Regions from separate parts of the Mus musculus genome. Here region 2 is linked to region 1. A link is a contact called in public promoter capture Hi-C data. All regions are on one chromosome and are shown on one strand. The core of a region is the stretch at or near the end of the contact, and the rest is flanking DNA. Distances in the headings are between cores, read along the strand shown. Region 1 holds the start of Pccb (propionyl Coenzyme A carboxylase, beta polypeptide). Region 2 overlaps Ppp2r3a (protein phosphatase 2, regulatory subunit B'', alpha).

Region 1 (4,140 bases), core at 729-3,228:
AATAAATCTTAAAAAAAAAAAAAAAGCAGGGCCAAGAGCTCTCTCATCTGGTGTCCCGTAGATGTAGGAGTTCCTTGCCCAGTCAGGAGTCTTCAGACCTTGGACAGCTTCTGTCTATGTTGAGGGAAACAGTTCTAAGAAACACAACTTGCGGCAAGTAGGTGGCTCAAAGATGATTATTCAGCCATGTTTAATCCCAGTACTTGAAAGGCTGAGGCAGGTGGATCTCTGAATTTCGGGCCAATCTTGTCTACATCATGAGTTCCAGGCCAGTTTAAGAGAGAGAGAGCCTCAAAACGTAAATGAAATAAATAAATAAAATGACATTAACGTTAAAGTCTCAGGCCAGAATTTGAACTCTGTGGGAGTCCTGCAGAGAGGTGGAGTGAGGTGGATTTAGGAAGGGTTAATAATCAACTCTGGCAGGCTTTTTTTATTTTTTTATTTTTTATTTTTTGGCTAAGAATGAGAAATATGCACCTTGTACTTTGCCTTAAAGACCTGCCACTTCGCTGGGTAAACAGATGAGAAAGCATTCATAGTAGAGTTTTCGAAAGCACTGGAGCAGCACTTCTCAGATGTTAGCATCTGAACTGACTAAAGGGTCCTTGCTAAGAGGTCAGCAGCCTCCCCCCCCCCCCCCCGCCCCCGCCCCCCGCCCCCGCCGCCGCCTTGCATCCCCTCTGATTAGTAGGTCTGAGCCCGAGCAGTCTGCTCCTAGTTTACTTTTCCTATTTCCTCCCAGCTAATGCCAAAGCCGCTGTGTTGACAAGATTCTCTTCTTGACCAAACTTCGGTCAGGCTCTACTGAGCATCTCTTGAATAGAACTGACCTTGGCTCCCAGGTCCTCTCTTCTAGAGGGTAGCTTTGCCAAGAATCCTGCTAAGTCAGTTATGCCAGAATCTTCCACCCTTGATGAGGGATCGCCCTCCATATTTGATAAGGTTCTTCTTCCACTGTCCCCCAAATGATGTCTGAGCACCCTGGCTTGCCTTCAACCAAGCAAACGTTGTTTGTCAGATTGCTCCTTGCCCTGTGTTCCCTATTAATTTTCTATCCATTGAGCTCCCTCCCCGATACATCTTGTCTTTGGTGTATTCGGGGTTGAGGCCAACCTCTCTCCCCTACTGTAAAACCCTATGGAGCCTAGACCTAGCACAATGGTCTCTAAAAGTTTACTTCACCATTCTGTGTCTCGTCACAAACTTAAAAAACATCAAATAATTTGTGTGTATCAGAGTTTGGGCGTGCACATGTGGAAGTCACAGGACAACATGGGGTGTCAATGGTCCCCTTATTTGTGTGAGAATTGGGTCTCATTTGCTTCTGTACATGCTAGGGTGGCTGTTCCGTGAGCTTCCTGGGATTCTTTTATTTCTGTCAGCTATCTCACCTAGGCAACCTCTCTGTACAGACACTCATTACTCTGGCTGAGTACTGAGTTTGGGGACCCCAATTTTGGTCCTCATACTCAGGCTGGCAAAGGCTTTAACTTAGCACTGAGCCAAGTAGCTTCCCAGCTCCTCTCCCCTTTAAGAGACCCTCTCTGGAGCTCAATACGTAGCTCACAAAACATTTCAGTCTTGACGCCATACAAACCTACTTCTGTTCCTGTGTATCCCATCTCTGAAATCTGGATATAAATTATTTCAAGGCTAAGTTTTAAGAGCAAAACCTGGCACAGCATTTGGTAAAAGTTGGTCAGAGCTCATTATCTATTCATTTTTGGGGGGAAGAGGGTCGACGAAGCCTGGAGTTTAGATGGCTAACGCAGAACGAGGAATGAAGTCCTTGTTCTGTGTGGCTACACGGGCACAGAGCTGAGAGGCAGGTATTTCCTAGAACAGGACCGCCTTGAGCCTGAATGCAAGCCTGTGACTGCTACCAGCTTTAGGGCCAGCGACGACGCGCAGGCGCAGACTCGCAATGTCTACGCTCTCTGCGCATGCGTCCTGAGGTGCAGTGTGTGTCACGCTGGCAGTCAAAAAAAAAAAAAAAAAAAAATGGCGGCGGCGATTAGGATTCGGGCGGTGGCGGCTGGAGCGAGGCTCAGCGTTCTGAATTGCGGCCTCGGCATCACGACCCGCGGCCTTTGCAGCCAGCCGGTTTCAGTTAAAGAGCGCATCGACAACAAGCGCCATGCAGCGTTGCTGGGAGGAGGCCAGCGCCGCATCGACGCGCAGCACAAGCGAGTGAGTCACGGGCGCCAGTGCGTCCCGCCCCCTCCGCTCCCGCCCTATCACAGCGCGCCGGGCTCGCGGCGCACGAGCCTCCCAGCCAATAGGCGCTGCGCCTGGGAGGGGCGCGGCGAGAACGTCCACCTGGAGAACCTAGAGCCCCCTCGGGTGTCAGTAGACATCTGCACCACTTAGGGAGGTCCCCAGGCGGTGGTGGTGGGCATTGGTCGTCGGATGGATGGATGGATGTGACCGGTCTCCAGCTGCGCTCCACTTAGCAGCTTTGAACTTTTGGGAAAGGTGGTCTTTAGAAAGCACCGTAAACAGAATAATGTCTTCCAGGTCTTGTTTGAATAAGATTGCCACGTTAATCGGCCACAGGCTCTGAATTTAAAAGACGGGATTGTTCTCCCGCTGCCTGAAAGTGTTTATGACAGTTTTTTTTTTTTTTTTTTTTTTCCCTTCCCTCTTCTCGGGGAAGGAAGCAGTAAAACCCAGGCACGAAGTATTAGAAAAAACTTGGTTATGTTCACATTAACCTGGTGTGTTGTCTCCCTGCGTGCTGGGGATTTGTGACGCCTGTGACCGAGGAAGTCTGGTTGGCCTCTTGAGAGGTTCATGTATCGATCTGCTGCATAGGAAGCAGGTGGACTTTCTATAAACTCTCAGGCTACTCTGCTGAGAGCAGCTGAGGCGGGAATCACATTTGAGCTTCTTCTGGGGAGGTCATTTAGCAGCAGAAAAACAAAAAACAACAGAAGCTGGAAGAGGTGACCCTAGACTTGAAGCCAGACTTGCCCAGTGTGTCCTTGACAACTGAGTGAGTCCAGGCAGAAGAGCTGGATAAGTTAACATGAAGGTTCCCTAAGGGAAGGGCTCCTGTGAAGGGCATGCAAGTCTTACCCAAGTGTGTGAAAATCTGGGTCAAATGTTGATTCAGATGTCCTGAGTTAGGTTTGAAAAAAGAAAAATGCTCAAGGAAAACTATTTATTCCTCTTGACACTTAGGGATGTAAATGTGGTTGTAAGGTTTATGGTGAGCCATAAGCCCTCTCTCCCTTGGGGTCCCTCTGAAGGGCTATTAAGTTCCCTGGGAAAGCCTGTCACTGCTCTGGTAACCTTTCTCTTGGGACACCCTTGCTCAGTTGCCTATTGCACCCCAGGCAAGATCCTGATGCTCTTACATTAAGGCCTTCAGAGCAGGTTTTCTGCTGTCAGAGTTTATTTAGTTGGGAGGCTAATTTGTGTTCCCTTTAAGCAAGTTTTTCATTATGTCCGTGAATCAGATGTCCTAAAAGAGGACCAGAAAGTATGAATATCTTAAAATTTATCGATCTGTCTATTATCTATATATCTATCTATCTGTCTATCTCCGTAGTTGTTAGATTATTTCCCCCCAAAGTACATTTGTTTTCCACAGCCTCTTTCCACAGCCTCTTTGGCTTTTACTTTTTGTTTGTTTGTTTGTTTGTTTTTCGAGACAGGGTTTCTCTGTGTAGCCCTGGCTGACCTGGAACTCACTTTGTAGACCAGGCTGGCCTCGAACTCAGAAATCCGCCTGCCTCTGCCTCCCGAGTGCTGGGATTAAAGGCGTGCGCCACCACTGCCCGGCTTTACTGTTTTATTAGAATATCTAATTTAAAGTTTTAAAATTTTTCTTCTTGTTTGTTTAATGTGTATATGTGCTGTTTTCTTAACACAGTAGGACAAGGAATTTATAGATTTGAGGTTTTGGGAGCCTAAGAGGTGGAGGCTTTTGGTAGATTGAGGATTCAAATTCATCTGAAAGGACATTTTGAACTAGGATCTCATGCAGCCCAGGTTGGCTTTGACTTTTCTTTGCAGTCAAGGATGATGCTGAACTTCTGACCCCTCTACTTCTAACTCGCCCCACCCCCAACCCCACCTCCCAGCTCTGATAATAGAGGCATTCATTAATTTTTTTTTTTTTTTTTTTTTTTT
Region 2 (4,140 bases), core at 847-3,346, 80 kb before region 1:
TATTTCCCTCCATTCTGTGATCAAATGCCCTACAGAAACAGCTGAAGGGATGAAGGGTTTATTCTGGCTCACAGCTCCAAGTGCTTTAGGCCCTCATGGCATCAGAAGCCAAAGGCAAAGCAACCCTGAGTCCCCCACCAGGAAGCACAGACAACTGCTGCGCTGAGCTCCATCCCCCTTTGGTTCTGTCCAGGACTCCAGCCATGGACTAGTGATACCACATTTACATCACCTCATCTTACCTTATGTATAGATAAAAATCCCTCCAGTCAAGCTTAACATCATGAATACCAAGTACTAGTATGAAAATAACCTTGGGGGCTGAGGAGATGGCTCAGCAGTAAAAAGAGCACTCGCTGTTCTTTCAGATGACCCAGGTTCAGTCCCCAGCACCCACATGGAACTCACAACTGACTGTAATACCAATTGGTTTTTTGGCCAATATGTTTTTCTGGCCTCCAAGGACACCATACACAATAGTACTCTTACATATAGGCAAAATGAACAAACAAATCATTTTTAAAAAGAAAACTTTGAATTCAGGATTCTGCATCTTTTCAAAATGTGAGTTTCAAATACCACATTTTGGAGTTCATTTACGCAAATATTTACTTCTTAAACAGAACAAATCATGAAAATAAATGGGACCTAAATATAGTAAATGGTGAAATACTATAAGCTGCTGTGGGCTGAGGGTGAAGCTCAGTGGGATATCATGTGCAAAGCCCTGAGATTAGTCCCCAGCAACCCTCCACTCCCCAAAAAGGAAATTAAGTAATGAAATATAACAGTTTCCTGTTGCAGTGATAAAACACCATAACCAAAACCAACTTATAGAAAAAAGGAGTTTAATTTGCCTTATGATTCCAGAGATCTAAGAGTCTGTCATAGCAGGGAAGTGTGAGGTCCAAGAATTCAATATATGAACCTATGGAAAACAGATCTCTTTCAAACCATCACCTTTTTTTTAAAGATTTATTTATTATTATATCTAAGTACACTGTAGCTGTCTTCAGATGCACCAGAAGAGGGAGTCAGATCTCATTTACAGATGGTTGTGAGCCACCATGTGATTGCTGGGATTTGAACACCGGACCTTCAGAAGAGCAGTCAGTGCTCTTACCCACTGAGCCATCTCTCCAGCCCCCCATCACCTCTTAATTATACACAAACAATAGACAGATTGTTGATTTCAGTTAATTCCTGGAAAATAAGAGGAACAAATTACTAATAGTTGTAACTCAGATAAATCTCTCAAAACAAAACAAACAAACAAACAAACACCACTGCAGTGATTAAGAGCACAGACTGCTCCTGCAGAAGACTGGCATTCAGTTCCAAGCACCCATGCCAGGCAGTTCAGGCTTGCCTGAAACTGGCTATGTAGACCAGGTTGACCTTGAACTCAAAGATCCACCTATTTCTGCTTCTCAAGTGCTGGTACTAAAAGTATACACCACCAAGCCCAGTTTATTTTCTATGTGTGCGTGCATGCCCACAGAGAACAGAAGGTGGTAGAATATTCCTTGAGGCTGGAACTAAGAGGCATATGTGACCACCCAATGTGGGTGGTGAGATCCAAACACCAGTCCTCTAATAAGTAATGCAAGAACCATTCTTAACCTCCGAGCTATCTCCCAGCCCATCTTTTTAACCTGCCTTAAAGAAAGGGCGTGGGGGACATCGGGTCTAAATACCTACTATGTTTGAGTAACACAAGAGAAACTTAGTATCAGTTAAAGAGAAAATACAATTGGATTAAGCAAAAAAATATTTCAAATTGTGGTCATACTAAGAGGAGTACCAGTGTGCTTGGAATGAAGATGAGGCAAGGACACAGGAGGGAAAAGCAGGCAGAGGTCACAGGTAAAGGAAGAGGAGGCAGGGACACAGGTAAAGGGTCACGAGAGGCAATGCAGCCACCAGCTCTAGTGAAATTCAAGCAGTACATATGAGATACGCTTGTCACAGACCTCTCGTCTCATGTGGTGAGAGATAAGGCTTGCAGGACACATGTGGGAGTTGAGGTCTCTAGGGAAGAGAAGACAAGCAGCCTGGGCAGCAGGCACGAGAATGTCAGCAAAGGAAACGGCGGCCTGTCACACTGGTCCAGAAGCTGCTGGGTCAGTGCCTGAAAGTCCAAAGGTTCCAACCTAGGCCTTCACCTCAAGAAGAAATAGAGAAAAGTCAGGGATAAATGTCACGCAGAATTGCCAGATCCATATTAGAAAAAGGAAGAGTGTTAAGAGGCTTAGGAGCCACTCAGAGCTGGCCCAGTCACCAGCTGCACAGGCTACCTGACTCCTCCAGCTCAGTTCAGAAAACTTGGTAACTGCCTTCCAGAGGCATTGTGAGAATCGGAGATAGTGCCTGTAAACACCTGGCATCCAGCTACTGGGAACAGGTGCTATGCCTACCCTGGGTAAAGTTAACAAACAGCACACACATGAAATTTGGAGTTAAGCAGTACTAAGCTCAAATTCTTGCTCCACTGCTTACTAGTGTGATCCCAGATTTCCAAGCTATAGGATCCCCTGCACAATGAAACCTCTCTAACACCAAGCTATTTTAAGATTTAAAGAAGACAATGTAAATAGCCAGGTGGTGTTGGCACTCAGGAGGCAGATGCAGGCAGATCTTGATCCCAGCTTGGTCTACAGAGTGGCTTCCAGGATAGCCAGGGCTACACTGAAAAAACCCTGTCTTGAAACACCAATTAAAAAAAAAGGAGGAGATGGAAGAGGAGGAGGAGGAAGAGGAGGAAAAGGAGGAAGAAGAGGAAAAAGAGGGAGAGGAGGGGGAGGAGGAAAATAAAATCTTAGAGCCAAGTTCTTTGTAATAAAAAGTAGTAGCACTTGGGAGGCAGAGGCAGGCGGATCTCTGAATTCGAGGCCAGCCTGGTCTACAAAGTGAGTTCCAGGACAGCCAGGGCTACAGAGAAACCCTGTCTCGAAAAAACAAAAAAAAAAAAAAAAAAAAAAGAAGAAGAAAAAAAAGCAGTAGCTATTTACTTCTACAACTTCTATGGCCATGGCCATATTTCCCTACCCTCTTCCAGTAGAGTTTAGTCAGCTGTAAGTAGCATTCTTCACCCAGGCTGTTCGCTTCATTCCTAGAGCACAGGACATGGCATCACTGATACAGTAACTATCTGTGTAAACAGTGGATTGTGAACTGGAATGTGTAGTATGTCCAAGAGAGCCTGGCCTGTGAGTGGAAACAGATGGACTTACTCATCTTAGCACCGGACTGTAGGCTTCTCTAAGGCAAACCACCATTTTTCTGCCTTCTATGTATCCGTATCACCTGATAGACTGTTACGGAAGTGCCTGAGCAAATACTTACCATAGGGCACAGAGCAACAGTATTCCACCCAATCCCACAACAAGGATGTCTTTAGGAAGCCCAGCACATACAACCTTCCAAAAGTACTAACAGTCATGGATTGCCCTTTTGTCAAGCTCTACTTCACAGCAGATAAATGACTCCAGGCCTGAGGTTGCAGACGCTGCAGACAAACATGGCTAGCTGACACACAATCACAACAAGGACCAGCATAAAAATTCAACCCAGGAATGAACCCAGGAAAACTAGAGTCCCTATCTGAGGAAAGGTTATGCAGTTATTTATAATTAGCATCCTTATTTTAACTTACAACAAAATAAGTTAGAATTCCAGCACCTGCACAGTCAAACAAGAGTTCCCAAAAATACCTGTAACCTGAGCTCTAAAGCAGGTTGCTGGCCTCCAGCCTAGCTGAGAAAACGGAGCCCCAGTTTCAGGAAAAGAGACTGTCTCAGAGAAAGTTGTAGAACATAACAGAAGAGAACACCAACACCCTTTCCTGGTTTCCACATGCATAGGCAATGGGGGCCCAGACAGCTACACATCCTAACTGAATAAGGTGCAGGTGTGGGGAGCATCAGGCTGAGTCAGCAGGCAAAGGTGCTTAGTAAAGGCTATAAGACCTGAGTGTGATTCCCCAAACCCAAATAACGGTGGAAGGAAAGGACCAACTTCACAAAAGTTGTCCTCTGACCTCCACACATTACCACAAACACACTTAGCAACCACGCATACACACACACTAGTTTTAAAACACCTTTGGTCAAGCAATAGAAATAGCTATTATGTATGCTT

The links. Promoter capture Hi-C pulls out the DNA fragments that hold promoters and counts their contacts.
Region 2: a contact with region 1 is called in a promoter capture Hi-C map of liver. The contact joins the enhancer-like site here to the promoter of Pccb in region 1. A contact is called at or near these places in 6 of 39 promoter capture datasets (the C10 cell line, HPC-7-derived erythroid cells, liver and 1 more), 8 of 484 Hi-C or Micro-C datasets (CD4 T cells, Sertoli cells, Th17 cells and 4 more), 2 of 115 datasets of contacts at active chromatin or transcription factors (embryonic stem cells and regulatory T cell precursor) and 3 of 9 other capture datasets (adipose tissue, liver and pancreatic islet).

Annotation. Positions count from the first base shown.
Region 1 is chr9:101,032,722-101,036,861 of GRCm38.p6, reverse strand. It overlaps Pccb (propionyl Coenzyme A carboxylase, beta polypeptide), which reads left to right and starts at 1,978. Exons shown (of 15, transcript NM_025835.3): 1 at 1,978-2,193. The coding sequence starts at 2,005.
Region 2 is chr9:101,112,532-101,116,671 of GRCm38.p6, reverse strand. All of the region lies in intron 13 of Ppp2r3a (protein phosphatase 2, regulatory subunit B'', alpha), which reads left to right. Among named protein-coding and RNA genes, the nearest start is that of Msl2, 40 kb to the right of the region's middle. Within about 2 kb of position 2,096, at least 19 of the 459 cell types and tissues checked have an H3K27ac peak or open chromatin away from gene starts, as enhancers often do. A contact at or near this core is called in liver, where this site is marked.